3 separate regions of the Mus musculus genome follow, and regions 1 and 3 are each linked to region 2. A link is a contact called in public Hi-C and HiChIP or PLAC-seq data. All regions are on one chromosome and are shown on one strand. The core of a region is the stretch at or near the end of the contact, and the rest is flanking DNA. Distances in the headings are between cores, read along the strand shown. Region 1 has its middle 16 kb from the start of Gm16246. Region 2 holds the start of Foxa1 (forkhead box A1). Region 3 overlaps Mipol1 (mirror-image polydactyly 1).

Region 1 (3,359 bases), core at 216-2,715, 79 kb after region 2:
ACTAGCAGGAATAAGTTTTGAGTCATTTTGTATTTATGGAGGTGTATGTGCTGGGGAGAGCCCTGGGAGTCCCGCCCTCCGAGGGTAAGCACGCGGCTCACTGCCAATCCCCCTTCTTTGGGGCACTGTTTTACCATTTTGCCTTCCCACGCATAATAAAGAAAACTTTTTGCTTTCAGTTTCTAAGATTTATGCTTACAAACAATCTCCTCCTCAAAAGGCTAAACATTAATACTTTTAATGTTATTTCTGGACCCAAACATGTAATTATAATCTTGAAATTTAATATTTATATCTTTGATAGGAGCACAATTCTCTCAATTAAACTTCTATGAATATGAATACAGTTATCTGATCCTTCAGCTCTGCTTTGGAGTACAGCATGCAACTCATTGGTTCCATCTTCCAGATGGGAACACTGAGAGGAAGCACAGCTTACTCATCATGTCATAGCAAGCCAGGCTCGGTTACTCCACTGATGCTCCTATTAGATGTGAAGCTGCATTCTCTTTAACTTGCAGGTCTAGTCTACCAGTTTAACATATATTCCTGTAGCTTGCCACGTAAAAAGATTTAGTGATACAGACAGCTATATTTACTTCATGAATAGCAGAAATAAATATATTACTGAGTTAGGCTCATGTGTTTAGTTTATTTTAGATAAATTGTTTGGGTTTAATTTAAGAACTTTATAGACTATCCAAATCTAGCAACAAAGTTATCCCTGCAGAAAATAGGTCATATTTTAATTTAAATTTATTTTACATTAAATTTAACTCAATTGTATAAATACAAGTGGCAAGTCAAATATGAAATATTATTTTTTATACATAAAAATACTTATTTTCTAAGGTTTTATAGTGAGGTTTTATAAAGTAAAAACAACCAAAAATATAACTCCAAGACTGGGTCACTGTTCAAAGGCTAAACAACAGCTCTTTTACATTCCCCAGAAAGGTGAGACAAAGTTCTGTTCATATACAAAACTGTCTAACCTACTGTTGTAATGATACTGACTCGTCCCTGTCAAACAGCAACATATCTACCTACCAAGTGAGCTTTATAGAAATATTAACAGGTGACATTCATCAGCATTGTCCTAAAAAGAAGTCATGAGATGAGTGAGCATAAGTATAAGCCCTAATTTTGTCTCATTTTCAGAATGGAGACAAATCAACACAAAGCACAATCTGTATGCTGAAGATGACATTTAGTTTTGAACTTGAAAAATAAAGACATTCGACCCACATGTAATAGGTACTCTCTTTATTCTTTTTTTGGAAACACTGGCCTGTATACTCATCAAAAACTTAACACCACATCTTTACATTATTAAATCTTTGTTTTGATCTATTAGTATTCACCAAAGTGCCATTTTATAAACCCGCACAGTGAATAGCCAAGGCTGGAGGTGGCCATCTGCAGCTTCAGAGTCTGCCTTTGAATCAATGAAAAGAGCTTTGTGTTCTCATTGCCAAGGTTGATTCTTGTGGTCATTAGGCATTCCCCTCAGATCTCATCAATGAAGACGTACTCGCTCACGCCCATGTGTTAAATTCTCTTCTCCTCATGGTTTCCTTTGCCGGTTCTACTCAAGAATGACTACTGGGTCTTAGCCACATTCTTCTCACAGCTGTGTTAAAAAAGAGCTCCAGAAAGTCTTCCTAAAACCCATATGTGTATCTGGTCAGTTCTCTGTCTTAGGGTCACCTCACATTGTGGTGTGATTATACAGAGATTCATTCTTGTTCTTGAACTGCGCCTCTCCCATCACTCTGGGAAAGATTAGGCCCTCTGAGAGTCAGGAGTGGAGAACTTGGAAGGCGGATGTGAAAACGCATAACTCAATTTAGAAGGAAGATTACCTTAAGGAAGATGTTTGAAAATATTAAATGTTATTTGTTATTCTTACATATTTTATAAATAATAATAGGAAGAGAAATCACATATGGTTTATGCATGCTTCCAGGATATTTCAGAGGAAAGAGTAAAATGTCACAATAGTCTATGAACTATTAATAGTTTATATAACTACCAAAAATCATAAAAATTTAAGATTATTAAGTTATAAAATATCATTTGAATTTTAAATTTAAATCTTAAATTTTGCTTTTTAGTTGTTCCATAGAAACATTTGATTAATCAACATAAAGATGTCTTCTTTATATTTACTTAGGTTAAGAACAGATGGAAAAATCTGCTTCTGTCGAGTTTAAGAACCCATAACACCTAGCGATTGAGAGATACCTGGCTTAGTGGTTAAGAATCTACACCATTGTAAGAAAGAAAAAATATAATTCAGCTGGTATTCTATCCAGTATCATTAGAGATTATTTTCTTTTTGAATGCACGGGATCAAGAATGAAGTTTAAGTATATAATGTTTTTATAATTGCACCATCAAGGTTATGCTGAAGCAAGCAAAGATTTTTTTTTTATGGATTTATTGGGAAAATCTCTGTCTCAGAAGGAAGCAGTAGTCAACTACACAATCTTAGAATGTGAACTAAATTTAAACTTCTCCATCAGTCCAACGGAATTCCTGTGGAAATAAATTATCAGTGACAGTTTAGGTATATCAGATTTTCAATGAGGCTTTAGTATAGGCAAACTAAGCTTTGAGTTATGTAAACTTGTATTCATTCTCTACACGAATAATACCAATTTATACTAATTTTACTATACTAATTTTATACTAATAAACAAATTTCTGTGTTTAAGGAAAAGGGGAAGTTCTAAGAGGTTTAGCAAATGAAAGTATAATGATTCATTATGCCAAGCACATTATGTACAACACACCATCTAAACAGCAATGATGAAGAAGAAAAACTCAGTTTCTACACTAGATCCACACCCTTTACCAGTGCGTCATTTCATTAGGTGATCACTTTCTGGAAAACTGAAAACATTTAACATATTCTTTCTGTTAGCTATTAAACCATGTTTAAGAGAGATTTAATTTTAAAGAAGTATACGGGAACAGTGCGGCCCGTTTACGTTTAAACTGTGGAAGGTGTTCTGACTGCATCTAAGAACAGAATGAAGGAAAAGGATGCTAGGTCAAACTCACATTTACATGTAACTTACATTAATATCAAAGCCACATTTGATCCTGGATATAGAAACTCCTGCTATATTTTTCTGTCTATCAAGTTTTAGCCAAATGTCCCTGGTTACTTAAGTAGATTGTGTAATTGTCCTGGGTGACGAGGTTTGCCTCTGGCTTTGTTAATCACTGTGGTACTAGGATCAATGAGAGAAGGAGAAAGCATGAGTGTGCGTGTGCGGCCCTCTCATCCCCCAGGCTTCTGCTGCTTTCCTTCTCTTCCTCTCCATTGGGAGTTACTGAAACATGTTCAT
Region 2 (3,034 bases), core at 345-2,844:
GATTCTCTTGCCAGATTTCAGGGAAGAAAGATTTAAAAGAACAAAGCACGGAGTGTGTGTGTGTTGGGGGGGGGGTAATCTATTTGGAAGACAAGTGAAAACACATTCCTTCACATGAGATTAATTACCTTAAAAAAAAAGCTTTGCAAACCAAGAATATTTTAGTCTCTTGGTGACTTTAAAGTTAACTTGATTGTTTCTAATGGAAATCTAGTATACCTACAGACTGGAGCAACACACAGGAAGGGCCGCACAGTCACACTTACTTCGAAATGCACGAGGTAGTATACATTTTCACGAACACTTGCAGTCAATGGGGGGGGGGGTAAGCACCTTCTCCAAACCTATCACACACTCTGTCTAGCCTAATCTCTTTGGTTAGTCTCTTTCCGCTGGATACGAGGGCAAGCCACTAACTATGAAGAACTGGAAGAAAGCGAGAGACTTTGAGTGGGGGAGAATTTTCCCCATCTACCCAGGACCTTTTGAGAGTCTGATAGCCTAGCCCTGCTCTTCCAGCTCAGAGACGACCAGGCACCTCTGTGGGCTGACTCCAGCTTCAGGCTGGCACCTCATTTAGCGTGGCAGATGCGTTCCAGCACCCAGGCCCATACACTCCCAGTTTATGCCGGTGTTTAGGAAGATGTCCCCTCCCCCTGACCTTTCTCTATCAGAAACCAGACGGTCGCCTCTAGCTTGGTCCCAGAGGCTGTAGAAGGGGGGGAGGAGGAGGAGGAGGAGCCCGGCAGAGAGGCAGGCTTGACTAGGATCCGCCTGCCTTATCACACAAACATCTGCGCGCAGTTTCTTCCTCTTTCTGATCGCTGCAGTTGACAAGGGGAGTGGAGTGGACTGAGGCGGAAAAAAAAAGTTATGTCATAAAAATATAAAACGGTGCTGTGACTCACCTGCTCTTAGCCGCAGGTACGAGTTTCGTGGCAGCGCCTCCGTTCTGCTCGCCAGGAGCCCAGGTCGGCCTAACGTCACTTTGCTCGGCTGACTCAGATGACTGGGTTTCTAGTGACGAGGCAAAAGTGGGGCTTTTCCCCTCTCCAAGCCCCGAAGGCCGGGAAGTAGGGGTAGTCTTCCAGGGTTGAACTTTGGGTCAAGAATCAGGATGAGGGGAGCAAAGGAGCCAAGTGGACCAAGAGCGGAGTCGTAGTAAGGTCCAGGGGGTGGTGAGCACCTCTAGGAGGGAACTCGGGGTCATTCAGCGAGCACGATCCTTGCGCTGTAGCTCTGATGCCACCACCCAGGTCCTTCTCCCGCAGCACAGCTCTTTGGGTCCAGAGCCCTGGCCTGTCCTCCAAGGCACCGCCTATTTTTCCTTTTCTTCTTTTTTTTCCTTTTCTTTTCTTTCTCTTTTTTTCCTTTTCCAAAGGGGGTCACACACACACCCGCCCTATTTTCCTCTTTCCCTAGCCGCGAGGCTTAAACCAATTATACTGCTTTGTAAACAAAGTGAGGGCCAGGTTTGGGGGAGGGGATGGCGGGAGGGGCGCGGGGGGCGCGCGGCGCTGGCGCGGCGGGGCGGGAGGCGCGGCGGCTGGACTGGCGGGCGGCCGCCTCACAGGTGCACCTCGGGCTTTGTAGGTGCGAGCGTCTTTGTGCGGCGGACAAATGGGGAGAGGACGAGGAGGTGGGCACTCCGGCGACGTAAGATCCACATCAGCTCAACTGCACTCGCTTCGCACAGGCCGCCCGCTCACTTCCCGCGGAGGCGCTGCCGGGCGCCGCGCTCCGCGGCCGCCTCCTGTCCCCGGCGCTGCCCCCTCCCGCCGCGCCGCGCCGCCGCCGCCGCGCACGCCGCGCCCCGCAGCGCCGGGCTTCCTCCTCGCCCGGGTGGCGCTGGGCCCTCGAGCGCTCCGGTGACCGCAGCGGCTCCGCGCCCCTCCCCCGCCCCGAGCAGCGCACCCGCCCGTCGCTCCGCACAGGGTTGGATGGTTGTGTCGGCCGGGCTGGCTCCAGGATGTTAGGGACTGTGAAGATGGAAGGGCATGAGAGCAACGACTGGAACAGCTACTACGCGGACACGCAGGAGGTGAGAGGCGGGGAGGCGGTGGGGCGTCCCCAGAGTCGGTGTCCGGGGAGACTCAGGCGAGGTGGGCTCCTGCCCGGACTGGGGCGGGCGGGGTGGGGGCGGCTCGCCCGAGGCGCGGCTTCCAGTGTGGCCCCCACCCGACCTCTCGATCAGCCCGCTGCCCGCTGGGTCCTGGCGCTTGCAACCAGCGGAGAGTTTTGGGAAACTCTGGGCTTTGAAAACACGGGCTCCGGAAGGGAAGCACTTGTCTTTGCCCGCTAGAGAGCCGGGGCTGGAGCCCAGCCCCGGGAGCCGCGGGCGGGCAGGCGGGCTCTGGCTTGAGTAAAGAATAACTGAGAGAGTCGGTGCTCGCTTACCGGGAGGCCTCTCGGTCACACCATGTAATTAGCCGACGTCTTTGGATAAAAATGATCTGTTGCAGAAGTTGGAGTTTTTCGTAAAGAATGATTTCTAAATTTTATAAAACTTAATTCTTCAAAAGCCATTTGTAGAAAAGTGTCTATTCGTTCGTCTCTAGGACCGCTGGGTGGCGCTAGTGCGAACAGAATCTTTTTCCAGAACTCGGGGCCAAGAACCTGTTTCTCTTCATTGTCCCCTTGGTGGCATGTTCACTGGGTTTATTTTACATTGTGCACAAAAGCATTGCGAGGAGAATCAGGTACAGGCAGGGCCACTACCTATTGAAAGTATTTTCTAGAAACAGCTGCCGATTACCTTCAAAAGTGTAATTACCGTTATCGAAAGCGCTTACCGAGAAAGCCTCGTGCGATCTTGGAGAGAGGACTAGAAATAAATCCCAAAGTACTTTAAGATCTGTACAGAAAAGTACAGAGTCCGAAAAGACCTTCGCGGCGATTTATTTATTCGTTTCTGTGTTTCTTTGGGAACCATCTCTTTTTTGAGTCTTCTTTTTGAAATCTATTCATCTCTTATAGTTTCACATGGAGTTACATTTGCTGATGAACATAAATTTAAGGACGTCAATATTTTCTG
Region 3 (2,943 bases), core at 65-2,564, 100 kb after region 2:
ATAATATAATCTCTTAGGTTTATTTTCACTTTACTTTCGGGGTGCTCGGGACTAAACCCGAAGCCCCCTTAATGCGTGTGCACTACATCATCGGGGTCCACCCACATCCTTAATCTTACAGAAGTTTGAGTCATCATTTATCTGTAGTACTTGGCAGAATGCTTACTAAATGACTGACAATTATTTAACTCACATTTCTTAAGGGCTGTGCTTAATCTGAATCATTCTGTATTTTCTTGTGTGTTGCTGGCCATCAAAAGGAGATGTAGTGTGCATGGCAGACATCACATATGAGGAATAAGGGGGACTTAGGCTTGATTCTCCTGGTGGGGGAGGTAGCTACTTTTCTCCCATTTTCCTTTATTTCTCTGATTTTTTTTTAATTAGGTATTTATTTCATTTACATTTCCAATGCTATCCCAAAAGTCCCGCACACGCTCCCCCATATTTTTTTGATTTTTATAATATTTTCACAGAAGTTTATACAATCATTAAAATACTAGCTAGTGAAATTGAACACCAGTCTCTTTCAGACAGATCAGAGAATGAAAAGAAACAATCTTTTATATATTATCTATTGTATAATACACATATTATATATTAATATGTATTGTTACATATACTATAAATTTACCTGTGGTGATTACAAAAACCTGTTAGCCACCTGAATGGTCTTTAATTTTAGCAAACAACATACATGTTCTATGCCCCTTACTAAAAAGGAAATTAACTTCTTTTTTATTGTATTTTCAATGTTTGGTTGTCTTTTGTGTGTGTGTTTGTGTGTGGAAACTAAGAACCTGTCAAAGCCCAAGCTTCCCTCAGACCGACTTATCTCCATGTTTTAGGGATTATAGAGATAAAACTAAGGCTATTGTGTCTTCTGGAGCTGAAGTATCTGAAGCAAAAGCAAAAGCAATTCGCTGAGGTTTCTTCAAAGGGAAACACTAGCACCTCACCACTCTGATAACACTAAAACACGACTTACGACACACGCATAAGCATCAGAATTCTTTTTAAAAAATTTAGCTAATATTAAGGATGACTGCCATTTACTTTTGTTTGGCTCTCCAGGGAATACTGTTTACTTTGCTTTAAAATTTATGTGAGTCATTTGGTTATATGCCTTTTTTAATTAGCCTGAAGGAAGCAATCACTGGAGAAAAAGCGGAAATCAATTCTGATCCGATATTGATAGCTACTGTGCTATAAACTGTGTGTCCTTTCTAATTAAATGTAAACATGTTCAGTTCTGAAGTCCGGCGGCAATGACAACAGTCACTGGGAAGGATTGCTTAAGCGCCACTCAACTGACCTGCCTGGCCTTTATTTCTTTCAGAGCGGTGCTTGTGCAATCATTGGCGAGGTGAATGCCGGTTGGAACTGACTTTTTTTTTTTTTTTTTTTTTTTTAGGCCATCTTCAGAGAAAAGGTTTGACAAGAATGCAGAGCACTCTGTAATACTTCAAGTTACTTATTAACTCTGTCCTCCTGATAGCTAATCAATGGCATTGCAGAGAGTCAAATTTGGTGCACTAAACTGCCCCCTTGCCTAAAGCCAAGTCTTGGTAAATATTTAATGGCTGTAAAGGTGTTTTGCTAGTTATCAAACTGATATGTTAAAGGACTCTTAAAAGCAACTTTATCTTTCCTTCCCCTCCATAAATAATTTGCTTAGCAATATAGTGTGTAGGTGTAAAAGCATTCAGATTATTTTATTTTTAGTATCCTGTTCAGAAAACGGCCACATGAAAATTAATATAAAAGGGTGTCCATTGTAATTATATACAGCAATATCATACAAACATAAGAGGAACAAAAAAAAAGTATCCAACTTTTCATCCTGGTGAATGCCAGTCCCAAAGTATAAAACGGCCCAGGCCCTTTCAATACCACACTAGGCTTGTGGAAAACCTGCTGTACAGCTGTTCTCATAAAGACTGAAACATGCTCTGGAGTTGGGAGACACCAAACTTTTTATAGTTTAAATAACTTTCCAAATTTTGTGGCCTCTTATTTTAATGACTCTAGTTGGTAAGGCAGAAAAAATTGGAAATTTCATTTGTTAAATAAAAATAAATTTTATCAGTTTAAATATTATTAAACTACTTTACAATTGAACAGTTTTTTTTTTTTTTTAGAAATATGGCTGATTTCTTTACAAATATACTCTTGTCAGACTAACAAATTTTAAAGGACATTTAATACAATTACCAAAAATGCTGATCTGAATTTTAATAGCCTAACGATAGAAAGCCAAAGATTATCTTCCTAGCTGAGGAGGGTGACCCTATAGGAGGACCAGCAGTCTCAACTAGCCTGGACCCCGGAGATCTCTCAGACACTGGGTCACCAACCAGGCAGCAAAAAACAGCTGATAGGAGGACCTCAACACATAGACAACAGAGGCCTGCCAGGTCTGGACTCAGTCTGAGAAGATGCACGTAACCCTCAAGAGACTGGAGGCCCCAGGGAGTGGGGAGGTCTGGTGTGGTGGGGGTGGGGGTGGGGTGGGGACATCCTCCTGAAGAAAGGGGATTGGGGGAGGAGGTATGGGATGTGGAACAGTGAGAGGGCAGACTGGGAGGGGAATAAAATCCGGATTGTAAAAAAAAAATGCATTTTTAAAAAAAACCATTATCTTCCTAAGTATTAAATAAGAACTGGTACCTCAGAGCCGAATATTGAGTTGATGACCTTGCAGGATATATCATCCTACATCAAAGGGGTTAATGGGGGGCTGGAGAGTTGGTTTGGCCCTTCTTCTTGCAGAGGACTTCAGTTCGAGTCCCAGCACTCACTCGTTGGTTCAGAATCATCCATAATACTGGCTCCCGGGGATCTGAGACCCTTTCCTGGCCTACACCTGCACCAGGCATGCTCAGGGTGCGCAGACATATAAGCAGGCAAAACATCCATGTTAAAAAAGGAAAGAAGGAAGGA

What was found. Hi-C and Micro-C count contacts between places; a contact is called where the count stands out from the background. HiChIP or PLAC-seq counts read pairs in DNA pulled down with a chosen protein or histone mark.
Region 1: an H3K4me3 HiChIP or PLAC-seq map of neural progenitor cells shows a contact between it and region 2, with 30 read pairs. The contact joins the enhancer-like site here to the promoter of Foxa1 in region 2. A contact is called at or near these places in 3 of 39 promoter capture datasets (the SN4741 cell line, embryonic stem cells and liver), 2 of 15 datasets of contacts at CTCF or cohesin (the G1E-ER4 cell line and embryonic stem cells), 31 of 484 Hi-C or Micro-C datasets (8-cell embryo, the BV-2 cell line, the HL-1 cell line and 7 more), 10 of 115 datasets of contacts at active chromatin or transcription factors (the HPC-7 cell line, embryonic stem cells, fetal liver and 3 more) and 1 of 9 other capture datasets (embryonic stem cells).
Region 3: a Hi-C map of liver shows a contact between it and region 2, with 4 times the contacts expected there. The contact joins the enhancer-like site here to the promoter of Foxa1 in region 2. A contact is called at or near these places in 3 of 39 promoter capture datasets (embryonic stem cells and liver), 3 of 15 datasets of contacts at CTCF or cohesin (the G1E-ER4 cell line, embryonic stem cells and liver), 40 of 484 Hi-C or Micro-C datasets (8-cell embryo, the AML12 cell line, the AtT-20 cell line and 10 more), 11 of 115 datasets of contacts at active chromatin or transcription factors (embryonic stem cells, fetal liver, hepatocytes and 3 more) and 1 of 9 other capture datasets (embryonic stem cells).

What each region holds. Positions count from the first base shown.
Region 1 is chr12:57,464,962-57,468,320 of GRCm38.p6, reverse strand. No RefSeq gene overlaps it. Among named protein-coding and RNA genes, the nearest start is that of Gm16246, 16 kb to the right of the region's middle. Within about 2 kb of position 1,465, at least 6 of the 459 cell types and tissues checked have an H3K27ac peak or open chromatin away from gene starts, as enhancers often do. A contact at or near this core is called in neural progenitor cells, where this site is marked.
Region 2 is chr12:57,544,671-57,547,704 of GRCm38.p6, reverse strand. It overlaps Foxa1 (forkhead box A1), which reads left to right and starts at 1,594. Exons shown (of 2, transcript NM_008259.4): 1 at 1,594-2,041. The coding sequence starts at 1,970. It also overlaps a transcript of Ttc6 not described here.
Region 3 is chr12:57,442,947-57,445,889 of GRCm38.p6, reverse strand. All of the region lies in intron 9 of Mipol1 (mirror-image polydactyly 1), which reads right to left. Gm16246 (a long non-coding RNA gene) reads left to right here. Exons shown (of 3, transcript XR_381624.3): 2 at 1,415-1,568. Among named protein-coding and RNA genes, the nearest start is that of Gm16246, 6.0 kb to the left of the region's middle. Within about 2 kb of position 1,314, at least 18 of the 459 cell types and tissues checked have an H3K27ac peak or open chromatin away from gene starts, as enhancers often do. A contact at or near this core is called in the AtT-20 cell line, hepatocytes and liver, where this site is marked.